3 separate regions of the Zea mays genome follow, and regions 1 and 3 are each linked to region 2. A link is a contact called in public Hi-C data. All regions are on one chromosome and are shown on one strand. Each heading gives the region's core, a stretch centred on a gene start, on an enhancer-like site or on the middle of the called end of the contact. The rest is flanking DNA. Distances are from core to core; before and after follow the strand shown. Region 1 holds the start of LOC100284707 (elongation factor 1-alpha). Region 2 holds the start of LOC100381780. Region 3 holds the start of LOC100279865 (Internal alternative NAD(P)H-ubiquinone oxidoreductase A1 mitochondrial).

Region 1 (4,002 bases), core at 282-2,781, 130 kb before region 2:
GCGTGCTCACTAACTATCTTTATCTTTTTTAAAATAATTATAAAACATCTCTATATTTTTAGCCATTTCGAAAAATAGAAAACTAAAAGCTAAAAACGATCTAATGTGCTAAAAAGAAGATTGGACTACGCGAAAGCAGAGGAGCTTTGTCTAGATAATCAGTTTGAGGTTCCACCTTTTTGTTGGGGTTATGTTTCTTAAAAGTAGGAATAATGTTTAGGTGAGTTTGGTTTAGCTTTTTTTTGCACCTGTTCCTACTTTAAAAAGCACAAGCTGAATTAATTTTTCTGCAGCTATTTTGAAAAAATATTTTTTTCTATGGTACAAATATAAAAGCAGCTTGGGCATTGTGTTTGCTGATTATCCGAGCAAACCAAATATGGTTAAAAATAATTAAGTCGTTACAATGAATAAACTAAAATATTTTTAATAGAATATTAAAATTCAATTGTAAAATTGATTTATTTGTAAAAATATCAATAACACAAATGTAAAATCGATTATTTAGTTAGATATATTGATTAAGATATATAGCTAAACAAAATGCATATGAATAATATACAATATGTTTACTGTGGATAACTCATATCGGTTTAAATCAAACGACTTTTAACTTTTTTTTTTCTCACATCAATTTTCTTACAGCAGACATTACACATCAGCTTTCTCACAGTTTACATCTAAACCAAGCATACTTTAGAAGTTAAACTAAACACAATTTCAATTCCCGCTGAACACGACACACACACATATATATATATATATATATATATATATATATATATATATATATATATAAATCTAGCTATTACAAGAATTTGGATATCACGGATCTTGTATGTGGAGGAAGACAAAGGAGTCTACACGATCTTAATATTTAGGAAGCAACGGATTCTTCTTATCGGAACAATTTGGTGGATTATGTATTTATGTTGATTTGAATGATTTCTACAGAAACCTTTATTGTAGAAACATGCTTTAGGGGGTGTTTAAATGCACTAGAGCTAATAGTTAATTAGCTAAAAATATACTAGTAGAATTAGCTAGCTAACAAATAGTTAGCTAACTATTAGCTAATTTACTAAAAATAACTAATAGCTGAACTATTAGTTAGGATGTTTGATGTCTCTAACTAATTTTAGATACTAACTATTATCTCTAATGCATTCAACCACAACCGAAAAGTCCAGACAGAGATCGGTTCTGACAAGCAGAATCCCGCTAGCATCGTAGCAAAGTGCGCCATCCTTCATCACATGTTTTTTTGTTCTTCTGATATGAGAAAAAGGAAAGGAAGCGCCGTTTTTTCGAAAGAAAAGAAAACGATAAGGCACGGAGAACGAGTGACCGGCGCGTGAAGCAGCGGTGGTGGAGTGGGCCTAGGGCAGGGTAGCCGTCAAGGCAGGGCGTTCGTAGGCGCTACGAAAGCTCGAGGACTGTACTCGCTCGCAAACCCTAGCCGCCGGACCGGCCGGTGACCGTGCGGCGCTGAGGCGCGCGCTATATAAACAGAGCCATCCATTCCTCCCTTACCGTTCAGTCCCACCTCGACCGCCTCCTCTCCCCTCCCCCGGCTCTGTCTGTTGACTTACCCCGTCGAGGTAAGGCACTGGGTGCTTGAATTCACGGTTTTGATTCAGTTGTTACTATTCAGTTCTGTCTGAATTGTTTGATGCTCGATTCATTATTAGGCTTTCAAGTTCTGTAAATTGTTCCCTAGTTTTTGTCCTTCACGCATATATTACTAGGAGTGTTGCTCTTATGTCGCGCACCTAGCTAAGCTACCAATCGTTTTTCTTTCTTCCACTTTTATAATAAAGCAGATATACCAAATCAAATAGTTATACAGTATATATCATCGCATCGCCCACCTGATTAAATTCAAATTCAACTAAAATTGGTGCTCCCATCTTCTAACGGTGAAAACAGAGGGTCTCATCTCCTATCCTCTCGGGTGAGGCCGTGGGACCGGGCCTTGTGGTATACTGTAGTTGATATAATTCTGATATAGGTTCGAATCCTATTGGGTGCTTCAATTTAGTTTCGGCATCTCCTGTTTAATTCGCTCCACTGCCAGACTCACTCACATAGCCTGCTAGGCAATATCTGTCTGTGTATTCTTGGTTTAGATACATCATGTTTGCTTGCCTACTTATATTTATTAGCATGGCATCTTGTATAGCTTGGTTAATTAGTATATTATATTATTTGTTCCTGCTGCATCTATCTTTATGTATTCATTCGGCAGTTGTGTTGAATGCTCTGATTTGTCTTGCTCGGTTGCTTTTCATTGGTATGAATTACTAGTTACAGATGGGTGAACACTGACTGCACGGTCTCTGTTTTCTTGATGACTGACTATGTTGTCTTTGCTATTCTAAACAAAAGAACAATTAATCTACCAGTCTGCTTACGTACATATGTGTTTCTAATTTGATGTTAGTCAATGAATCGCCGCAACTGTTCTAAAAAAAATACCAACCTCTCAACTGCTAATTGTAGTATATCTTAACTTTTGCCTGACTGCGTGCTATATATATCCTTTTTTTTGTGAATACAGCTTTCTAGTCAGCTGCTCCCGTTGCCATGGGGAAGGAGAAGGTTCACATCAACATTGTGGTCATTGGCCATGTCGACTCCGGCAAGTCCACAACCACCGGCCACCTCATCTACAAGCTTGGAGGCATTGACAAGCGTGTCATCGAGAGGTTTGAGAAGGAGGCTGCCGAGATGAACAAGAGGTCCTTCAAGTACGCCTGGGTCCTTGACAAGCTCAAGGCCGAGCGCGAGAGGGGCATCACCATTGACATTGCCCTGTGGAAGTTTGAGACAACCAAGTACTACTGCACCGTGATTGATGCCCCTGGGCACCGTGACTTCATCAAGAACATGATCACCGGCACCTCCCAGGCTGATTGTGCGGTGCTCATCATTGACTCCACCACTGGTGGCTTCGAGGCTGGTATCTCCAAGGACGGCCAGACCCGTGAGCATGCGCTCCTTGCTTTCACTCTTGGTGTGAGGCAGATGATCTGCTGCTGCAACAAGGTACTTTTGAAAGTTCGATTGATGCTCTATGTTCCAGTACGCAATGAAAGCTAATGACTACTATCTGTTTGTCTGTACTGCATTATACTGCAATTTTATCTGTATATACTGCAAACTAAACGAACTATTGCTAAATCAGATGGATGCCACTACCCCCAAGTACTCCAAGGCTCGGTACGACGAGATCGTCAAGGAAGTGGGTTCCTACCTGAAGAAGGTGGGGTACAACCCGGACAAGATCCCCTTCGTGCCCATCTCTGGGTTCGAGGGTGACAACATGATCGAGAGGTCGACGAACCTGGACTGGTACAAGGGCCCCACCCTCCTTGAGGCGCTGGACCAGATCAACGAGCCCAAGCGGCCCTCGGACAAGCCCCTGCGGCTTCCTCTGCAGGACGTGTACAAGATCGGCGGCATCGGCACCGTCCCGGTGGGCCGCGTGGAAACTGGGCTCCTGAAGCCCGGCATGGTGGTCACCTTTGCGCCCACGGGCCTGACGACGGAGGTCAAGTCGGTGGAGATGCACCACGAGACGATGCAGGAGGCACTGCCCGGCGACAACGTCGGCTTCAACGTCAAGAACGTGGCGGTCAAGGACCTGAAGCGCGGCTACGTGGCCTCCAACTCCAAGGACGACCCCGCCAAGGAGGCTGCCAGCTTCACCGCGCAGGTGATCATCATGAACCACCCGGGGCAGATCGGCAACGGCTACGCCCCGGTGCTGGACTGCCACACGTCCCACATCGCCGTGAAGTTCTCGGAGCTGCTCACCAAGATTGACCGGCGGTCGGGCAAGGAGCTGGAGAGCGCCCCCAAGTTCCTCAAGAACGGTGACGCCGGCTTCGTCAAGATGATCCCCACGAAGCCCATGGTGGTGGAGACTTTCTCCGAGTATCCTCCACTGGGGCGCTTCGCGGTTCGCGACATGAGGCAGACGGTTGCGGTCGGCGTGAT
Region 2 (4,477 bases), core at 988-3,487:
TGGTTAAAGAATTGGCAAAGAAAAAAAAGAAAGGGCAAAGGAGGGCAGTGAAAAGAAGCCCCCAACTAACGCAATAAAGACGAGAGAACGCCCATGGACCAATCACCCCAGGCCTAAGATCGCCTCCCCAAAAGAAGAGCACGGGCAGAAATCCACACCTGCAGTAATAGCCAGAGGAAATCACAACGCTCGCAACATTTCATGAACTGGATGCTGCTTGTGGAGACCGGAGACGAGCTCCAATGAGGATGATAATAATAATGGGAAGAAATGAACAATCTTTAGGACGAACGAGTTCTAAATCCTACTAAGGCAGGGGCGCCATCTGCTGCTGCCAACGAGGACGGTACGAATATGGACGCAAGGAAAGGAAAGCAGAAATCAAGGCATTTTCCTACAACACAGTGGGGTTCACCGGGCGATATCTGTGGGGGCGAAATGGGGTCCAGAACAGAAACTACCAAAAAAGAAGAAGGACGAACTCGTCGCATTTCTCCTTCCCAAAGAACAAGAAGCGCAACGGGAAGGAAAGGAAAATCCTGACGCATTCCCCCATCTCCCCTGAAGAAGAGCAGTGGGCAGAACCAGAACCAAATCCATGGCCAAACTTGTGCAGCAGAACGAAGGGCCAATGCAGAGATCGGCGGCCGGCCCTGGTCAAGGGCCACGAGAACGGCTAACAGTAACGAGACGCGCGCACGCACACAGAGGAACGATAATCTAAACGGAAAGAGGTGGCGGCTCTTCGTCCCCCGGCGGCCCGGCCTAGGATGCAGGACGAGGATTGCCGTTGCGTGAGTGACTCCCACACGAATCGAAGAAGAGACGGACTTATGATGCAGGGCGGAGGAGGGGAGGGTCTTGGCCAGCTGCAACCCCGAGACAGAGAGAGATCCAGCTCCGGCTGCTCCTTCCTCACCCCTCACGCTCACATAAAGAGGTGGGGGTAGGGGGGAGTCCACTGACCTGGGGGAGGAGGTCATGAGGAGAGCGGTTGCTTGCCGTGCCCTGCAACTCAGGCTTCGATGGCGGGGTGGCTGGCGCTAGACGTCGCCGCGGAGGCAGAGGCGAACGAGAATGAGGCCACGACGGAGGATGCGAATGCGCAGAGGTGGGGATGGGAGGCAGGCGGCGGCTTGCACAGAGGGGTGGGGGCGGGAGGCAGGGCGCTAACAGGGGGGCGGCGACGCACGCCGAGCGTGTGCAGCGGTGGTTAGGTCAGATGCGAGGCCGCACGCTGGGCGCCACTGGGCTACGATGGGCCTCTGGTCTACACGTAAATCACTGGGCCGCACAAACCACAGACACAGGCGCGCTGGTATGGCATTTGTTTGATTAGTACCACATCGACCATTCAGAATGACGGAACATGGCTTATAAGCGCAGTTGTGTATCATATGTTGCTCACTAAGAGAGATGGAATGCGACTTATAAACCTATGAGTACTGTTCATTTTGTTGCGCAACCGGCCGTGTTAGAATTTTGTTGTACGGGCGTGCGGCTGGTGGCAGAACGGCAGAACATGATTGGTGGCAGAACATGTCAGAGGCAGACTACTATTGCTTACTTAATAAGTAGTAGAGATTATGGTTTAAAAATACCATTATCTATTTACTTGATTTTTAATAAAAATAAAAACCACCTTAAAACCCATTTCAAGCCCCTGTGGAGAGGTAGTTTAAACAACCAAGAGCTGACGGAGGTACTTCCTTGTTCTACATGAAGATGTTTTGGTTTTTTAAGGAACAATTGGATCTATACCATTAAAAGATCCAAACTTTAGATATATATCATGGACCCCACATGTCATTGACTCATGTGGACTCACATGTAAGTGAGATAGTAATGGTATGGATCCAAAGTGGTGATCTTTTAATGGTATGGATCCAAATTTCCCTTTTTTAAAATATATTGCTTTTGTTGCATATCTAGATATAGTGCGAGTATATAATACTAATAAATCTTACAATTTAGAAGGAAAGGATTAACTTGTTTAATTTATATTTGTAAACTTTAAAATCATGACATTAACTCAGGAAGTACCTGATACACGCCCTCCCCCCCTCCCCAAAAAAACGGCCTGGCAAAATGGCCGAAAGCGGCCGGTCCACTTTGTGCGGGCTGGTCCATCCATCAGATGCAAATGCAATGCCGTCCGTCCGTTGCGCCAGCCCAGCCCATCCCCCCCTTTTTTTGTAGCCTTCTTCAGTCAGTAACGAAGAGTCTGACTCCGTCATCGCCGTCCTCTTCTTTGCCCGTCGGCCGGCGCCGCCGCAGAAACCAGCCACCCGAGTGAGCTCTTCCAGTCGTACTTGTATTAATCGGCCCACTGTCCGGCTACTGGTATTAGGTTCGTGTTGACTGGAGATTCAGAATTCATTTTTGTTTGTTGGTAAGGAACCCTAACTTCCTTGTTCCCGAGGAGCAATCACATCCGATTTTCCGCTCCTCCATCAGTGGCGTAGGTGCTAGTCCAATCGAGCGTCCGTTTTATTTTCTGGGTTCAGTGACAGCTGGTGATCCATCTCGTGCTCAAGGATCGGTCTCGAACTCTCAATTGTCCCTAGAGGGCTTGGGTTCCGTGTTGAGGGCGTTCAAATTACTACCAAAAAATTGGGAGTTCAAGACACCCTGATGCCATCAGCACCTGGGGAGAAGGATCCACAAGTTATACCGAGGCCTGCGACGGGGCCTCCTCTGGTGCAGACTCTCACGCCTGTCAATGCAACAGGAAGTCCTGCCATAGACCCGAGGCTGGCGCAGCCGTCTTGGCCTGGCCATGTAGTACTCCTGCGCCCTTGTGCAGCTTGGCCTCCTCATTTGCCAGTCCCGTTGCTGCTTCCGCACCAAAATGTGGTTCGCTCTCTGACCCGATTCCAACTCCTTTCTGTTAATGAGGAACAATGCCTACTGTTCTTATTCTGTTTATTGATGGGCAGGATGCTCTGGAGGATGTGGCTGCAGCAGATGTTAACCCTGCGATCGATAGCTGTGACGAGAAGATGTTGCCCAAGGTGAATATGTTGTTCGATGGTGAAAGCGATGCGTATGAGTTCTACAATGCATATGCGGAAAAGGTGGGCTTCTTTGTCCGAAGGTCAACGCTCTGGACGACGTCAAAGAACATAATCACTAGGAGAACTTTTGTGTGCTCGAGAGAGGGGTTTCGGGAGAAGAAGAAGGGAGCAAAGGAAGCAAAGTGCCCACGTCCCGAAACACGAATTGGATGCCCTGCAAGCTTGACCATTAGACTTACTGCTAATGGCAAGTACCGTTTGACAGAGTTTGTGCCGAATCATAACCATCAGCTGGCAACAGCCTCTACAGTTCATATGCTGAAAACAAAGAAAATCAGGCGCAAAGCACGGGCTGCGAGAGAAAACCTGGCAGATGATACCGTGAGTACACCAGAATTTGAGAATGAAGACGAGGCATATGAATTTTACAGCATGTATGCGGGGAAAATTGGGTTCAGCGTGCGCAGGGCTAGCATGACGGTGAATAATGAGAATGTTATAACCAGAAGAATGTTTGTTTGTTCAAAAGAAGGATTCCGTGAGAAGAAAAGAGGAGCAAAAAGAGTAAAGAAACCTCGACCAGAAACACGAACTGGCTGTCCGGCATGTATGGTCATCAGGCTTGGAACTAACGAGAAATATCAAGTCACAGAATTTGTTACCTGCCACAATCACCAGCTTGGAGCTGCAGCAGCTTCTGATCTTGTCATGGCATCTGGGAGTACAGAAAATGATCAAGATGATGGATTTGATCAGGCAGATAGATCACCCGATGATTCTGTTCACAAGCAAAATCTGATTTATGGAAGTACCACTCTGAGTTCCCTAGAAGGTAGAAGTTGCAAAAGATACAAGTATACAAAGACTCCACGCTCAGGTGATGTTGGCGCTACACTAGAATACCTGCAAAAGGTGCAACATGATAACCCTTCATTCTTCTATGCTGTAAAATCTGATGATGATGGGAACTTCACAAATTTTTTCTGGGCAGATTCAAAATCTATTGTGGACTTTTTCCATTTTGGTGACGTAGTCTGTTTTGATTCAGGATATGCATTGCAAGGCTATGATAGGCCATTGGCTTTGTTTACAGGTGTGAATCATCATAAGCAGACAGTTATCTTTGGTGCTGCAATTATATATGATGAAAGTAAAGAAGCTTTCCAATGGTTATTAGATACTTTCAAGATGGCAATGAACGGAACACATCCCAAGACATTGTTAACTGATAGATCTGTTGCCTTAAGTGAAGCTGTTGCAGCCACGTTGCCTGCTACAGCCCATCGTTATTGTGTGTGGCAAATTTATCAAAATGCTCTGCAGCAGCTGAGTCAAGCTTTCCATGGTTCAAAAACTCTAGAATGCAACTTCAAGAGATGCCTATTTGATTGTGAGGATGAGGATGAGTTTGTGACAGCATGGAAGGAAATGTTGGAAAAGTATGACCTAGAAGATAATCA
Region 3 (4,290 bases), core at 1,129-3,628, 160 kb after region 2:
GAGATAGTCTTTTGAGCTCGATTCTTGGCCGTGTGTGTGCGCATTTTGCTGTGGATTTGTGTGGGTTGCTTCCCTCCCTTACTCCGTATTTCTTTGTGAATCTCAAGTATAAGGGCGAGAGACTCCAAGTTGTGGAGATTCCTCGCAAACGGGATATTGAAAGGAAAAGCATAACACTGTGGTATTCAAGTTGATCATTGGATCACTTGAGAGGAGTTGAGTGCAACTCTCGTCCGTTGGGACGCCACAACGTGGAGTAGGCAAGTGTTGTACTTGGTCGAACCACGGGATAAACCACTGTGTCTTCTCTGTGTTGATCTTTTGTGGTATTGTGTTTTGTTGAGACTCATCTCTAGCCACTTGGCGATTATTGTGCTAACACTTAACAAGTTTTTGTGGCTATAAGTTTAAGTTTCACAGGATCACCTATTCACCCCCCTCTAGGTGCTCTCAATAAGGTATTTTCATGCTTGGGCCATAATCAAGTTCCCATATTTCCTCTATGAATCCAAAATATGTGGTCTTCTGTCCATGTAGGTCAAAAGCATCGATACGAACACCGCTATTTTGTGCAACACTTTTCATGTCTTTTGATTTAGTGTAGAATGTGTACCCATTGATGTCATATGCTTGCCATGATGTCACAAAACACGATGGCCCAGAAAGCCAAATTCTTCATTGTTTTCTCTTCCAAAGAGTCTCTGAATGAGATGTTTTTGTCCATTAACCATTCGTTGAAACGATGTTTGTGCTCCCTCATGATCCAGTCCTCTGTGCGGTTCTGATTTTCTTTACGAAGCTCATCCAGGTGTTCCTCTATGTAAGGCTCGGCTATCGTGAGATGTTGTAGTACACTACCATGAGCACAATGTACTAGCTTGTAATCCTCAATGTACCATGCAGTACCCGGCGGCCAGCGGCGCAGCAGTTAACAAAACGATCAATGAGCTAGATGGACTGTATTGGGTACGTATAAGGAGTTGTTGGAGTAGTGTATGTTTTTTGGGCTTTTAGACTTTTGAGAGGAGTCCGATATAAAGATATTGAGAGTAGAAATCTTAGGAACTGTTGGAGATGCTCTTAGGGTGTACCTAGAATGCATGCAAAGAAAGTATAGAGAAGAGGGAAGTAGAACCTCATAAAATGACATGTAAAGACTACACACACCCTCACATGACCCCTATAGTGCTCTTGCTCTAATGTAATCTTGAAATTGTCCTCATCTCATAAAACCCCATTAATCTCTCTAAACTTACTCACCGTAATCTACCTCTGCCTACACTTACGCAGGTGGTTGTAGACTTGTGCGCTAGCCACCTCATGCCACTAAACTCTTGAAGAGACTTAGCGATCTAGTTTAGATGAACCTCTTTGAAACCTTTGTCAGTCCTAGCACTAGTGAATATCAACTTGCACATATGCCTTAGGACAAAGGAGGACGTCACACATGTCCACCTCATAGCTCTTTGCTTCCTAGCAACAGGAGCAACAGGTGTCTCAACAACATCAACCTCATCTACCTCAACATGCACTACCTTATCAGCCATCTCCTAATGTAAATGGCCATTTCAGTAAAGAACATAAAACCAAAATTTGATAAAACAAGAGGACATCAAGGCATAGGGTCTAATTGGTTGCCTAGCATATCTCTATATTTAGAGAAGACTTTAGAATATATTATTAATTCTTTATATTTAAAGTAGGTGAGCATATATAGCGTTCATCGCAGACAAGTTAAGGCTGCATCCAACGTCTCCCCATTTGCTCCCCCTCTATTCAGTTGCCGAATAGGCCTAACGTTCCCCATGGCCCCTTTCTTTTGCAGGAGATAAAGAAAATCCCCTCTATAGAGGGGCTCTAATCTTCTCTTTTCGTTCATCAGTGTTTTATCGGTAAAACTAATATTTTTTCAAGTTTAATTACCTAATAATAATATGTATTACGATTCTACAGACATTGCAGTAATTTTTTTTGAACTCCAAAAACGCATGTTTAAAAGCCAAACAGCTTAGTTAAAATGTATATGAAGACCTAATAGGGAGAATGGTTGAGATAAAGTGAAGGCGGAGGAAGAAGAAGATATTTAAATATGAATAGAAGGTATGAATATAAGGATTTATGAGGAGAAATTGTTAAATTTATTCTAAGATGTTTCAAGAAGAACGTGTATAAGGGAGTGTACTGGAGATTGCGAGGGGTTCCAGCGGGCAGCGGCTACCGCGCATAGAGACCCGGGCAGACGAGAGGGCTTGTGGGGTCCCGGTCGATTTCTTCTTCTTGCTACGCAAGTCGAGGTCTCCCCGCCGCGACCGCGAGATCCCCCTCCGGCAAGTCAGGAAATAAAATAAAGTGAGGCAGCAACACGAGCACGGGCCGTGGCTCAATATCTCCAGATTTTCCCGAAACCCTTGTCCCATTTCCTTCCATATTATTTACATATACCCTCTGTCCTTGTCGCGGCGATGCTCTGTTGGTAATCTTGGAGGCGATCGATGTCGACAGGCCGTGACGTCGTCCGATGATTCTCCCTCTCCCTCGTCGCCTTCGTTGTCATCTTCGCACGGTAATCCTTCGAAAACTTTACCCGCGTTTGTGTGCGTTCTGGAACGGCCATCCACGAAAGCTGGGGCTCTTGGGTTGTACGCGCGGGCTGAGAGGGAACTGGGATGTGGAACCATGAACGAAATTCCATGGCGGGCAGCGGCGGGCACAACGCGCCATCGACCGCGGCCGGGTTTTTTTTTCCTGGTTACGTTGTAATGTTCCGCTTGTTTTCCATGCGCGTGGGCGCGTGGCTACGGATGAGTTCATCCGTATATATTCCTCCTGCACGACGTGGTACATGCGCGGGTTCTGATTTGCCTACGGGCTTTTGTTCTTCTCTCCGGCAAAGCAAATTTTTCTGGGGAAACAATTTGAGACTGCTTTTACTTGGAGTACAAGTCGTAGATGCACACACAGTTCGTCAGTTCCAAATTCCTGGGCTGGTCAATATCAGCGTACTAACCACATGCCCAATTTTTTTCTTAGCACCGAAACTTCTCCCAGGGAAAATGCGCATGGAAACAAAGCCAAGTCGCAGTCGTCATGTCCTTTTTGCTGTGCTTGCGTTGTCTACAGACACACAGACATATATATTTTCGTGCAGATTTGTCATCAGTTATGCACACACTCCTGAATGCAGTTCGTTTGGTTGGACACTTGGACTTCCCTCGCACGCTTGAAGGTTGAAGCAGCTGCTCCCGCAGATGGCGGCGGTGTGGTCTAGGATCGGGAGGGGAGCGCAGCTGTCGCTGTCGCTGTCCCTGTCGAGGACCTTCTACGACGGCGCGTCGGCGGCTTCCACGCTGCGCAGTGCTGCCGCGCTGTCCCGCGCCCGGGGCCAGCACGCGTCGTCGCTCCACAGCCTCGCGGGAAGGTCCGCCGGCCACCTCCTCCAGCCGCCGAGCAGGGGCATCGTGACCACGCCCGCGAGGCTTCACCCGGCGTCGTCCGCGGCAGTGGTGGCAGAGCTCTCGGACGCGGAGGCGAGGGAGTCCGAGGCCGTGGCGGCGCCGCCTCGCCAGATGCCGAGCCTCGGCCCGACGCGGCCCGGGGAGAAGCCCCGCGTCGTGGTGCTGGGCACCGGGTGGGCGGCGTGCCGGCTGCTCAAGGACGTGGACACGCGCGCCTACGACGTCGTGTGCGTGTCCCCCCGGAACCACATGGTGTTCACGCCGCTGCTGGCGTCCACGTGCGTCGGCACGCTCGAGTTCCGCTCCGTCGTCGAGCCCGTCAGCCGCATCCAGTCGGCGCTCGCCACCCGCCCCGGCTCCTACTTCTTCCTCGCCTCCTGCACCGGCGTCGACACCAAGGCGCACGAGGTGTACTGCGAGGCCGCGTCCAGCGACGGACAGCTGCCCTGCCACCCGTACCGGTTCAAGGTCGCCTACGACAAGCTGGTGATCGCGAGCGGCGCCGAGCCGCTCACCTTCAACATCAAGGGTGTCCAGGAGCATGCCATCTTCCTCCGCGAGGTGAGCCACGCGCAGGAGATCCGCAGGAAGCTGCTCGCTAATCTCATGCTGGCCGAGAATCCAGGTAACAACAGAACATCGGTTCACTTACACACCTCTCTTGCGGTCAAATACGTCAACCATTAGTTACTACGCGCATTATATATTGATCTTTTTTTAGTTAGCACGCATTGCAAAGCTCGACTGTGATTGTAACCAAGCATTGTGCTCCCTAGGCTTGTCTGCGGAAGAGAAGGAGCGGCTCCTGCACTGCGTGGTGGTCGGCGGAGGACCC

What was found. A called contact is a pair of places that touch in the nucleus more often than the background predicts.
Region 1: a Hi-C map of ear shows a contact between it and region 2, with 3 times the contacts expected there. The contact joins the promoter of LOC100284707 here to the promoter of LOC100381780 in region 2. A contact is called at or near these places in 5 of 25 Hi-C or Micro-C datasets (ear, leaf and tassel).
Region 3: a contact with region 2 is called in a Hi-C map of leaf, with 6 times the contacts expected there. The contact joins the promoter of LOC100279865 here to the promoter of LOC100381780 in region 2. A contact is called at or near these places in 3 of 25 Hi-C or Micro-C datasets (ear and leaf).

What each region holds. Positions count from the first base shown.
Region 1 is chr7:166,653,093-166,657,094 of Zm-B73-REFERENCE-NAM-5.0, forward strand. It overlaps LOC100284707 (elongation factor 1-alpha), which reads left to right and starts at 1,532. Exons shown (of 3, transcript NM_001323371.1): 1 at 1,532-1,601; 2 at 2,561-3,048; 3 at 3,188-4,002. The coding sequence starts at 2,587.
Region 2 is chr7:166,784,866-166,789,342 of Zm-B73-REFERENCE-NAM-5.0, forward strand. It overlaps LOC100381780, which reads left to right and starts at 2,238. Exons shown (of 5, transcript NM_001174579.1): 1 at 2,238-2,392; 2 at 2,508-2,856; 3 at 2,940-4,477. The coding sequence starts at 2,635.
Region 3 is chr7:166,949,408-166,953,697 of Zm-B73-REFERENCE-NAM-5.0, forward strand. LOC100279865 (Internal alternative NAD(P)H-ubiquinone oxidoreductase A1 mitochondrial) reads left to right here and starts at 2,379. Exons shown (of 6, transcript NM_001367332.1): 1 at 2,379-2,563; 2 at 3,185-4,080; 3 at 4,232-4,290. The coding sequence starts at 3,249.